Regions from separate parts of the Xenopus tropicalis genome. Here region 1 is linked to region 2. Evidence: chromatin contacts called from public Hi-C data. All regions are on one chromosome and are shown on one strand. The core of a region is the stretch at or near the end of the contact, and the rest is flanking DNA. Distances in the headings are between cores, read along the strand shown. Region 1 holds the start of irx5 (iroquois homeobox 5). Region 2 has its middle 64 kb from the start of irx3.

Region 1 (6,742 bases), core at 3,650-6,149, 370 kb after region 2:
CATATCAAATAAGGCAGCTGCCTTGGAATGATCAGTAATTCACATCATGCTAAGAAGATTTCTGCCTAATGCCATTTTTAAATAATGTTTATAAACAGTGCTAGCCCAACTGCTTTATAATTCACTGCAATCTCCCTCAGGCACTAGGAACACAGTCTGCTGCAAGACTATGTTTCAATTATGATTGCTTAGCATTCAGCAGCTCTCCAAACTAGCTCCTTTCAAAGTATATTATGTTAACCCTTGTAGACCAAAGTGAATAGAGCCATCTTGTCTCCTACACCACAGATGCTTGAAGTAATGTTATTTTCTACTAACCTTAAAAACAATTGATATATTAAGTTTTCCATACTTGCCTATTGTTGAATATTATTTGATATTTTGACACAAGTTATTGGAAATGATCACTTTGTAAAACTGAAGCAGAATATTCACCTTCAGGGAAGCTATCTCAATTGCTTCACATCATTTCATCCTATAAATCACTGGGATCGCCTAAATCATGTTCTCTACTTTCTTTTATTTCTCAAAAAAATATGTAGTCTTTTCTGCTTGCTGTATATGATATAGAAGTGATAGCATCTTTTTATTGGCAGGTTCAGTTTAACCAGTGCCCCTTCCCTGCTAGATATATAGATATAAATATGAAATAGATATAAAATAAATGTCGTACAAATGAAAGTCCAATTGTGCAGTTTTGTGCAGGGGTGTTTATGTGTTCAATCGATGTGTGTTCATTTAGCTCATTTTGTTTGTAGGAGTTCGGTAACTGATGATTAGCTCCTTTAGACATTCACAGACAGCCGGATTGTCTCTCAGGAAGCAAAGCAGTGTGACCAGATGGAGATCTATCGAGTGGGACTAGAGACACAGAAATCAGCTAAAGTTACACTTCTGAAATCTTTCAATCGTTGCCGATTAACTGCTCTAAATCGCACGCAAGAGCCGACATGAACTGCACTACTTCCATCCAAGGTAATGCAAGGTGGACTATGTTTAAGCAGAGTTTGTTTGCCCCATTAATATATATGTCAGTACACTGCGAACATTAAAGTTCAAACCAATAATTACTACAATTATGTGGTTACTATGTTACAAATGAGGATTTACAGACGCAACAGTTCCACATAAGTATTACATTTTGTGTTATTATCGCTCGCTTCTGGTGGCTACAAGCATTTAAGACGTTAGTTTACCGTGCACAATTCATACATAGGGGAGAGTGCAAACAAGTTTTGATCTGTCGCCCATTGACCAAACAGTTAATGAAAGTCAAACTGCAACATAAAAAGAAGTGAAAGTCGCATATGTATGTACCGCGATAGGGGTGGCTTGGAATATATAACATTATACATATAAAGCCACTGTATATAAATAACGTCTGGTTTTCTGTCCCCCTAAAATAAAAAGCGCCGATCACAACAAGGGATATAGATACAGTACAAAAGGAGCTGTTAAATATAGTACATTTCCCTGTGCCCTTCTCTGTACAGGAGAGCAGAGAACAATGTTCAGATGTTCCCAGTGAATGCTGTGACCCAACGCTGATCCCTAGCGCAGACACAGCACAGCCAGAGCCTTTCCACTTGACAGAACAAGGAAAATGAGAGGACTCGGAGCCGCCTACAATGAAAACAAAAGTTGCCCAACAAACTCCCACGGATACTTTATGTTATGACGAGTGCTGTGCGCTGTGACAGGTCAGGGCTGTAGCCCCAGTACCGGATAAAGTCCAGTAGCAGATACCGTACTTACCTTCATGTTGCGCTGCCTCCTTAAACGCAGATTCGAATTTATTGAGCTGGGCTCTCTCCTCCAGCCTGGATCCCAGTAATTATTAAACGTCTGCTTAAGCACTATGGAAGCTGAACAAGTCATTATTGGCACATCATAGTGCATCAATGGGCCATGACGTCACTAAACGTCCCCCCCCCCATAAACACACTCACACAAAGCCCCCCCCAACCCCGCTCTCACTGATAGGCACCACCCTCAAGCCAATAAGCAACTAGAAGTCAGCAAGGAGGGATCCAATGAGATACTAGGGAGGAGATTGTAGTTAAAGGGACGCGGGAAGTCAATTTTATTATCGTCGTTGGATTAACTGTTAGTGCTAATGAATCTCTGGAGATTGTGCAGATCAACCTGATTTCGGCTATTGCTGTGTACTTTACACTGTGGCGTGTCCACGTATGTGGATAAACGGGAATATAATATTTGGAATATGCAGCTTCAGAATTTATAAGGGCAAAAGCGTATTGCGCTATAGAGTCCTTGCCATTTAGTACGAAAGAAACATTGTAATACAGGTATACATTTAGAATAACACAGAAAACGATACATTTCTGGTTGCACAGCCGACAGCGGGCTGTGGAATGTTTTTTTAGTTTGAGAGAAGCAGGTTGTGGTTAGTTTCATGAATGCAGCGTTATGATTAATAATATTAATATCTTCAAGAAGTACAATGAAATCGTTGCAAATAGAAAATGACTAAAGTCATTCAGTTTAACCTGAAAATGCAGGGGACAGGTGTGTAGCCAAGTGGATAGTATTCCTGCCCCACTGTTGGAACATGTGCGTTAGATCTATCCTCATATTACAGGGTCCGATTAAACCGTATAAGCCTGATACTCTTGTGATGCCCATGCAAGATATAAGTGCAGCCCATATTTATAACAAATGTCAGGTATTTGCCATTTATTTGTCAGTATAGAGCTAATTACTGATAATTTATTAAGATCTGAATTCACCCCAGTTGACTGCTAGCCTTGTATATCCTTAAAAGCCTTGTATATCACCCTGGAACTGGCACAGTCATATGAATCACTTCTGAAATACTAATGCATCTCTCACATCTTGTAGCTTGCACGTTGTCTCTGAAGCCACACCGTTTCTTTTTTTTTTTTTTATCACAAACCACAATAAATCGCTGAAGCTTTCACCTCATTCGAGGCTCAAAGTCGCTTGCGTCTGATTTTCTTTGTGTTTGTGTATCTCTTGAGTAAATGATCCTCTGTCTACGAGTGTGTGCCTGCTTGAGCTGATACAAAAAGTAGAAAAAAACACTAACAAAATTCTATATGCATATACTGTGCTCTTGCGTGGCAAATTGGTTAAAACAACACGACCCACGATGCCTATCGCATTTCTTCTGTTTATCCTCTTTATGTAAGTGCTGCTTTACTTGTGTCTGCTGTTCTCTCTCTCCTTTGACAGCTGTATCGCTTCTTGATGCTGGAGCTTTATTGTAATCGCTGTTTGGTGGTGACTTCTTCTGGGACTACAGTTATGTGTCCAAGTCACCGCACCCTCCCCCGCCACAGTAGCATTGGAAACCCACCCTGCACTGGTATTGGCCATTGCAGTTCATTAGTCTGTACACTTTCCAATAACAGGGGGTTAAGCTGGGAAACATCGACACTTGTCTTTGGAAATCGGTTTGATGTCAAATGAATATTTCAATTTGCACCTGTTTAATTTGTGGTGGAATGTCAGACTCGATAATTAAAATGTAACTATAACAAATACATATTAGATGCTTAGTAACTAAATACACCCTGTAGTGACAGCACAGAAATATACAGACAAGTCCTTCTCTCTTTGCTCTTGATAATGTGTTGTACTTAGGAACCTATGCTTTTACTCACCTTGACATTCTGCATTGGAAAAGTTACTATAGATTTACAATACTCTGACCGCAACAATTAGCTATTTAGTAAAGCATTACCAGTAAAAAAGAGTAGCGCTCTCAATAGTTAACGTGTATCCCCGGGCCCATGATATCTATAGGTTTATGTGTAATGTTTCAATACGATGTTTTTTATAAGTGTTTTTTTTTTCCAGGTCCATCAATCTGTTTTTGACATATCACGTGTGTGTGTGTTTGTCTGTGTGTGTGTGTATCTGTGTGTGAGTAAAACATATTCAGCTAAATCAGAAGGGATTACATCCTTTGATCTTCGAGGATTTTCTTTACTTCATATGGTTTTAATCTGCCTTCTCTCCAAACCTTGTTATGAGTTTTAGATAGAAGGCTAAAATGTCCACTATATTATTTCTCTAGATCCTGGGCTTAATCCTCCATTAGCCCTGTATCCCTTCTCATAGGTAAATATTCTAGGGGTCAAAATATTTCTGCTGAACGTTTATACTCTCAACGATTGGCGGTTCATATTAATGTATTTGCTTGCTCTATACATGTAAAACAAAAGAGGTAACAAAAGAAATGTTGACGAATTTTCATATAATTGGTAAACTAGGTGGCTAAAAGTTTTCCTGGAACTGCATTACTATAGCAACAGGTTTAGCCTTCTATTTTATTCTGATCTACTTTAGTTAAGGAGCAAATTTGATCCCTAAAACGCTTTTTATCCCTTTTTTTCTGCATAAAGAAAATAGTGCTCAGTTTAGTTTATGTACTATGGAGACCGCTCTCCCAATAGATTCCTGCACATAACTGGTATCAAGTGATTAAGGAGATTCGGTTAGTGATATACAATGTTCCGGGGTAAGGGGACTAAAGGATTTAAAACTGGCCTTGACTAGAAAGCTGGAGCACAAAGTTTTTAGGCTTTCTGTTTTACTGGGCTTGCATTGTATTCGATGGCCGTCTAGGGGCAGGCTTTCCCTGACAGAGAAGGAGAGAGAGAGAATACAGATAATTGGGCAGTCCCATCATCATCCCTCCGTCCCACTCACTGACAACACCCGTAAAGGAGGAGCATCAGGCGTCAGAAACCTCAGTTTTCAACTTAGCATCTTGTCAGGGTGATTTTTTTTTTCTTTCTGCTATGCTAAAGTCTCCACCAACCCACCCACCCACCCAACCTTTCCCCTCCCTCCCAGAGCAGAGTCAGAGCAAAAGAAAAAAAATCTTGCAAGGGAGCAAGGCAAGCAAGAGGAACAGAGAAAAAGAGAGCAGCAGCAGGAGGCAGCAAGAACTGGGACTGCTTTTCTGTACTGCAACTGGTGGGGTTCATCTCTATGCATTTGTGTCCGGAAACCCTGACAAGAGCTGGGTCCCAGTTTTCCTTGTACTGTGTGCGTCTCAACCGATAAGAGTTTATATGCATGTGTCTTGCCATGTCCTATCCTCAGGGCTACTTATACCAACCATCTGCTTCTTTGGCTCTGTACTCCTGCCCTGCTTACAGCACCACTGTCATCTCTGGACCCAGGACTGATGAGCTTGGGAGGTCCCCTTCTGGCTCTGCCTTCTCACCTTACGCTGGATCTACAGCTTTCACTGCCAGCTCTGCTGGCTTCAACTCTCCCCTCCAGTACAGCGGGGACCCAGCTGCTGCCTTTACTTCCTATGTGGTAAGAGCTATGCTTATTATCACTCCCATTACACCGAGCAGCACACACAGTCAAAGCGACTCACTTTAACCCGGCAGCTCCACTTTAGCAAACCCGCAAGTGTTCTACGCCCTAGAATAGTAACCTTGGGCTACTAAACAAAACAGCATTAAAAGCATTTATTTCTCAGTCTGTAAATAAGCTAGCCTCGAAACCCTAATGTAGGCAACTGAGCTCTGATAGTCACATATTGCCTGATATATACAGAACAAATCTGCAGTAAGCAGTACTCTACTCTGTATCTCAGTGTAACCGCAAACAGTGAGTGGGCGGACTGAGCCCAGATGGATGTTGACAAAACTCCCATAGCATCAAGGCTTTAGGTGATCGTTCTTTTAATTAGATTGGGGTGACTCAAGCACTAACTCGATATACAGTATAGAATAGGAAGCACGGTATGCTATTGCTAAGTGTGTTTCATTCCAGTTATCTGGGGCAATTTATAATGAGGTCGGCGATATTTTTAACTCCTTAGATACCTGGCAGTAACGCTATAGCTATCGAAACTTGAGTATAACATTTGCATCTGAGAAAGAGTTAAAGGATAATCTGAAATGCTGAGCATGTTTTCAATTATAGAAGATTTCTCCAACAGAAGGGGGAAAATCGAAATATGATCTTAAGAGCATTCAGTTCTTGAAACTGTTTTACTTCAGATCTGTAAATCAGACTAAGACAGACGAGCATTTCTTTGCTGCTTGCTCTATTACTAACAGAAGCCCAGGGACGCTACAGTATATAAGGCTCACAGTTAAATAGTTATACACGTATTATATATATATATATTTTTATGTATTTATCGATCTTTTTACTGTAATCAGCCAGAGTAGAGCTTATTAAAATTAGCTAGCGCACACTCACACACAATTATATTTGTGATTTAACGGAGGGGTGTGTGTATCAATACGGTTTAATTGCATTTATTAGCGTAAAACTTTTTAATCATCTATAAATCCTGTAGCGACAGCGGATTTAATTAGGTCTTTATGAACTTTGTAATATATTGCTTCGTGGCACCCTGTCCCTTATGAAAAGCCATTCTTAGGTGTGGTTAGTTTTGCAAATTAAAGGGCAAAGGCAGATTTCGCCTGCCGCTTTGGCTCTTGAACTCAAGATTGTAAAACACATACACTGTAAGTCGATTGCCGAACTGGGATACACTCACATTTTCTTTTTAAATTGTGACTTCAACTTTGCAGAATAATAGAAATCGTGAGGTCTATTAGACCTATTAGATCATCTATCTATCTATCTATCTATCTATCTATCTATCTATCATCATCTATCATCTATCTATCATTTATCTATCTATCATCTAACTATCATCATATATAGTGAATAATGTATACTGTATATGATAATTGGCTTATGCTGAGTGTGCACA
Region 2 (6,897 bases), core at 515-3,014:
ATTTTCCTCAACACAATAATATTTAATTCCCCAATCCTCCCACATGACAGGGTCTCTTCCATTCCCTTTATACAAATTTGGGTTTTTATGCTTAGAAGTGCTGCTTACACAATTTTAATATGAATTTTCCCCTTTATACATTGTGATATAGGTTTAGTGATAATTATTGTGTTTTATTAGTTGGACTTATTAATTGTCCCCACCTGAAATCTGACGGAGACGTTTGCCTTAATTTCTCTAGTTTCTAAACTAGCATATGACTGAGCTAAAATACTGCACTGCTAAGAGAATAAAAAAAAAGAATAAAAGAGAGTTAAAAAACTCAGAGTAATAAAAAATTAAGCTGGAATAACTAAAATTAACAGAAATGTAAAAACCAGTCTGTAGATGAACTGTACAGCTTATGCTTTGCTGTGTTTTTGGAGGGTGGGAAATTATGAGACCCTTGCACATTTATTGAAAAGTAAATATGGATAGAATTTAGGGAAATTTGCTCTCACTTCACATAACTGAGTAAGCGATAGGAACATCAATCAACCTATGATGAACTGGATGGCAACTAAGCAGGAAAGACACAACTATTATGCACAAAATAAAAATATCTCTACATAAATGAGTTGCTGCACCAACACAGAAGAACCAATGCTCTAATTATTGGGAACTGTAGTAATTAGTTGAGAAAGACATTTTTAGGGAAAGTGCTACTGATCTGGCCAGAAAAGCTACAAATCAAAGCACAGCCCCTGGAATCATCAATACAGTCTTGCTAAGCCGCTATAACCACATCATATACTGACCCTACCTTTTTACTGCTGGTCATATTTCCATCACTATTTTTGTAAATAAATAATATTTACACTTTATAATCCTGACAAATGGTTCACATTTTTAAACACAAGTTATAGAAATTCATTACATACAGCATTTTGTTCTGTTTCAGAACTGATTTTGAAATTATTTTGAAATCATTTGGTGACATCTTTCCATTTCAAGTAATTCAGATTTAAAAATTGCTTTTATTAAACGTTTACTTGAAAACTGTCTTATTCTTCACAAGTTAAATAGCAATATAAAGAACAACGCATGTAAGCACTGCCTTATCAAAGACAATTTCACATGGCACAATTTTGCTGCCTCTGTGAGCAATAATTTACTACATGCCCCCCCGGGCACATTTTTGTGGCAAATTCACACCAATGTGAGCGTAATTGCAACAGGATGAGCGTCCAGCAGACCCCGGCAGTGTGCGTTTGCACCCCCGGTAGTTCTGCCACTGTCTGTAAGAACCTTAGTTTCCCAGTTCACCAAGAGATGCTTCATATTAACTTGTATCAGAAATGTGCTGCAACATGATGCGTTCCACCTGAGTTTGGCACTTGCATGCGCCTGATGTACTACAGTCCCATAAGAAAGAACTGATTGCGTTTTGTGAAACGCTGGAGAATTCCACTGCAGGGAAATGCAGGGTGAAACGCCTAAATAGCTCATATAAAGAGCTTTGATTCGCTAAGCAGTTTTACGGGGATAAAGGCATTGGCAAACTTGGTGGACTAAGTTGTTATTATCTGCCATTCCATTTTCTCCTTTCACTATGGCCCAGCTGAGACAGCCTCTGCAATTAACCCCTCTGCTGCCAGGGGGATCACAGCAGTATTGCATCTGTCGCTGCCACTGAAAAGGCTTTGAAGCCACCGTGGCTTGCTTCTCCAGATTAAACAAACACTCTGTATACGGAGTCTTGCTTAGAAAGCATTAATTGTTGTCAAGCTAAATTTCACACCAAAGATAACAGACATGCTGTGTAAATGAGATAAACAACTCACTTGCCTGGAGTCTAATGAGATGCAAAAAGAATGCAAGGGGGCTACATAGAGAAACTGGACTGTGGATAGTGGTGCCATCTAGCTCTGGAAATTATGGATTTCCCATATTATGTTTTCTTATTCTATGTTTCTGTGTGTTTAATGTAAGCATTTATTTCCAGAGAGAGTTCATATTTGCTACATATAAGCTTTCTCTTTCTTTGCTGAGACAAAATTGATTCTGACTATCTACTCTTGGGATAAAAGGCTTTGCTACAGGGTATCATTTTCTTAAATATAAACAGCTTTTAAACCATTTTTTAATCTTACTGTTAAAGGGTTAATGTCAGGGCTATTACTGATTTTATTCTTATAACTAGATAAACACATCAAAATGTTGATACATGGATCTAGTTTATTTGTCATATGCAACACACAAACACTGACCTTTATATGGATAGAAAACAATATATCAATGGTAACTGAGCAGCAGTTTTGAGAACAAACATTTCAGGCACTGGGTAGGGAGTCCCTTCCCTAATGTGTACACATTTAATTAATTATAACATGAACTTACAGGGCAGGGCATGCAATTAAGAAACACATGAGGCTATGGTAATAATGATTCAGACTGGTTAATTTATAAAATATGTACATGCCCCAAATATAACAATATAACTACAATCCTATGGCTATATTACTTCTGAAAGTGTGGTTATGGATGCCATACAGATTTTTAATAGCCCTCTATTACCTTTTACATTTTCCCCTTTTTATTGTCATTTGCTTTCTTTTTCTTGTTTTATGCCCATTGCCCACTGCTAAGAGACAGAAGGCATTTTTTCACCTGTTTCACCTGTAGGTTGTTATCAATACATGGGGCTACAAAAAGGTTTTCTAATAATTCTTTAGCAGGTTTCACTATGTACTCAGCAAAGAGATCTCTTGATGGGAGCTCCATAGACGGATAGGAGGTTTGCCAATTCTAATTACCCAAAAATGACTCTTAAGAATGATCTCTACCTTGTGGTTCAGGGGTTTTCATGACTAAGTGACTTTGTGAAGTTTTGTGTTCCTGTTAGGCAAGATACGTTAAAAGGCAGTGGCCATTTGGGGCCCGTTTGGGGTTTACTTTAGGGTTAACATTCTTGACTAACAAACTCTTGTATAACTGCATGTGACTTTAAAAAGTGGCAACCTTTGCATGCTGCTCTAGGCAGCCATAAGAAACACACTTTTTTTTAGCATGGTTTAAAATGAATGTAACTTGTGCCCCCCTGCACAATTCTAAATATTTTTAAGATAGGGGTCCCAGGAATTACTGCCCCCCCTACAGCTATGCCTTCCAAAATGACTGCACTAATGACGCAACATTGAAAGTGACTGAGCAAAACTCATACCACTGACCATGTTTGTTGCTGGAGATTCCATGGGCGCGTGCTTAATTGTTCACCTGTGTCAGAAATGGATGTGGCTTAATAGGAAACTATACGCATAAAAATGCAAGACTTTTAAACTCTCGCATTTTTATGTGTATTTTCGCTACATGTGCCTGCACCCAAGCGTATTTCATTTATTCTGGTGCAAGTAGGAGGCGTAGGGCGGACTTTTCAGCAAGCGTTTTTCTGCTGGCCAAAAATATCCGCCCTACGCCTCGTCTGGAATTAGCCTTATAATCAGCAACTTTTGTACAATTTATACACATTCAATGTTCATTAAACCCTTTGTTGCATGCATTGTGAGTAATTTTCTGAAATGAGAACAAATATAATACAATGTACAGAACCGTATAGACAAATTTTCACTGCTTATAGCAAATGGGACAGAGAATTTACTAATATTTGGATTTTTCATGGTTTTATAGTTTTTAGAAACCACAAATAAACTCATTTCCACAAATGGTAGTCATTTATCAAAACATCTGAACAAAAAAAGTAATGGAAAGACACAAAAATCGCAACTTTTTCAATTTGTCGCACAAAAAACACAACTTTTTTGTATTTCTGCACAAGACAGCATACCCCCCCCAAAAAAACATCTAAACCCACGAAACAAAGAAAGATCTTCCAGCTGTAAAAGGAAAATTTGCCATTGACTTCTACATAATCTTGGCAGGATTTAACTGGTGTATTTTTTATTTGGATTTGTCACAGTTTTATTGCATGATAAATTACGAAAAAAAATTTGTTTTTTGTGACAAAAATGGGTTTTCAGGTTCAAAAAACCCAAACTGAAAAAATCGAGTAATAGTAAATTACCCCAGGCAAGTTTACATTGGAATTTGAAAGCCTTTAGCAATGTAGGGGTTAAGAATAGCATAGAGGCTGGCAATGTATGACATAGAACGTATATTTCCTACATGTCAGCTTTATTTTTATGCACTACATTCCTTTGTAGTGTCATGAAAGGGACAACAAACTTCTGTTCATCAGGTTTAAACATGTGCACATTTAATTCATTGTGAAAAGTAAGTGGAACTGTTTTCATTCCTTTATAGCAGGCATGAGGGATGAATAATAAAGACAGGGCTAGCTACACTATAAGGCTGTTCCCATTTACACACAAATGCAGTAGCCTAGTCTCCAGCCACCCCCATCACCACCAAAACACTTAAAATCTTCAAAGGCAAACTGAGAGGTATCTGGTTACAGGGCCAATTCACTTTTTAACCTGGTATAACTGTTTTGTGACCCCTAATGATCGCACATTATGTGGCCAGATTACCCAATCAACGAGCACTTAATAACAAAGACCAATAATTAAGCCTCTTTTGAAAAAGCAACACACGGTTGGCAGTCAGAATGTTTTGACACCAAGGGGTCATGTGGAGAAAGTTTCTCAAGTGAATAGGACAGAGAGCAGTAACAAACTATCAATCTGTATTATTCTGCAGCCTAGCACAATAGAACGACCTTTGAACCCACCCATTAAATTGTTCCCAATAATTTTTAACCTCAGTGCTGTTTGTAAAAGCTGCAGGTGTAAAGGTCTCTGTACCAAATGAAGCAGTAGCAAATGTGTAGGATGCTGTAAAGTAATGTGTTCAGGAGCACAGAAGCTCTGTGAATAGATGAATGGGATGGCCCTGTACTGAAAGAAAACCAAGGAATGTGTTCAAAAGGCCTTCACTTTTAGTATAGGGACAATAGAGCTGTCAGTAATGTGACCTAATGGGACAATGCGAAGTAGGGGGCTGAGCTGAGGCATGAGGGTTATGTGTGTGTGAATGCAAAAATAGATGAAAAGATAGTAAGGTAGGTGCAAACACATTTTAATATAATGTAGAAAGTTACTGAACCATAAACTCCTGCAGAGTATTTAGTGGTGTGTTTCCTGTAAAAGCAGTACTACTGACTATAGATCCCCAGTGGCAGAGAATGTGAAACCCTTTTTTTAAAGCAAAGTGTCTGGAACCTGCGCTGGACCACCTAAGTACACTAAGGCAAATGACCTTTCACAATCTGCACAGGTTGAGACAAATGCAGAATCCTTCAAAGGGGGATGGAGTGGATGACTTGATCAAATGCTAGTTTATACTAGCATCATTCTCAAAATCTGAAACAAGGGTAGCATAATATATAGTAACATTTGTCTTAACTAGTGATGGGCATGGATTTGTGGTGAATTTCCACGTTTCGCCATTTGCGGATTGTTTTGTGAAACGGCTGAAAAAATTTGCTGTGGAAAAATTCAGCGCTCGTCCAAAAATTGTCTTGTCGCCTGCGACCTGCCGTGGGTGACAAAACAATAGTCGCGGGCGACAAAAGAATAGCCGTGTGACAAAAGAATAGCCGCGGGCGACAAAAGAATAGTCCCTGGTGACAATTTTTTTTGACGAGCAACATTTTCGCCGTTACGGGAATCTTTTGAAAGATTTGCGAATTTTTCAGCGAAGTGAAACGGGACAGATTCGCTCATCACTAGTCTTAACCAGAAACCTGTAGCAGCCAATTATCGATTTTATTTCTTGACTCTCACTACACAACATCAGCCAAGCTAACTGCATAGAAATGGTTACAATTGGATTATTGTTCTGATTACAAATGGTAACCAACCTATGGTCCTGAATTTGTCATTAAGTTAAAGGCAAATATAGCAAAATGTATCTAGTATGGGCATCATGGTGGTACAGTGGCTAGCTTTGCTGCCTTGCGGTTCCCAGGCTAGATTTGAGGTAGGAAACTTTCTCCAAGGGTTTCCCCAGGGTATTCTGTTTAACTCCCACATTCAAAAACATGGGATAGGCTAACTTCCTACCTCTTCAACACTATACATAGTATGCAATAGTCTTTAGATATGTGAAACATAATAATAAGACATTCTAAAATAATTATTCAGTTTTAATTGCAGAAGTGGGATCTTTTCCTAATACCTAACATTTTTGGCCATGTTATATTAAAATGATAATTTCAGGCAAAGAAATCATGATGTCATGTAAATCATGTAAATCATGTAACCATTTGCTCAATTAGATCACATTGAGGGGTAGATTTCTCAAAATGCGAGTTTAGAGCTCACCCACATTCTATTCATTCCTATGGGATTTTATGAAGTGGTGGACTCAAACTATCACCCATTGATAAATACATTTCTAAAAAAGTCCATAGGAATGAATAGAACGTGGGTCAGTTTTTATGTATCAATCTCTAAACTCACGTTTTGATAAATTTGCCCCTAAAAGTTGTGCCTGTATTTACCCACTGAGGTGTAATTAGGAATACGCTTTTCTGTCAATGTGAAAAGATATTTCTTCTTGTACAGGTATTTGTAATACTTGAAAGCAAAACATGACAATCCTATTGTTAATAACAAAAGTGGAAATGTAGTTGATATGTTTGTAATGATTTGGCAATGTCAGGGCAGAGAAGTGCTTACAGTCTGAAACTGATACATACGGGCCATCACACTCCTTATTGGGCCTGCACCTGCAGCGTCTAATAGCATACATAATGTTGTCTTCTAATCTCATCGTAGAGATTGACGACTGCAGAGGGGTCACCAGCACTTAAAGATTCCCAAGAAGACAATTCTAATCTAAACGAACCCTTTGTCACATCCCCAGTGCTACTAATCTTAATTGAATCAATCTTTTGGC

The links. A called contact is a pair of places that touch in the nucleus more often than the background predicts.
Region 1: a Hi-C map of neurula embryo shows a contact between it and region 2, with 1.8 times the contacts expected there. The contact joins the promoter of irx5 here to the enhancer-like site in region 2. A contact is called at or near these places in 2 of 5 Hi-C or Micro-C datasets (brain and neurula embryo).

The regions. Positions count from the first base shown.
Region 1 is chr4:42,280,135-42,286,876 of UCB_Xtro_10.0, forward strand. It overlaps irx5 (iroquois homeobox 5), which reads left to right and starts at 4,900. Exons shown (of 3, transcript NM_001171927.1): 1 at 4,900-5,319. The coding sequence starts at 5,071. LOC101731264 (a long non-coding RNA gene) reads right to left here and starts at 1,929. Exons shown (of 2, transcript XR_208505.4): 1 at 1,756-1,929.
Region 2 is chr4:41,914,912-41,921,808 of UCB_Xtro_10.0, forward strand. No RefSeq gene overlaps it. Among named protein-coding and RNA genes, the nearest start is that of irx3, 64 kb to the left of the region's middle. Within about 2 kb of position 1,765, at least 2 of the 11 cell types and tissues checked have an H3K27ac peak or open chromatin away from gene starts, as enhancers often do. A contact at or near this core is called in neurula embryo, where this site is marked.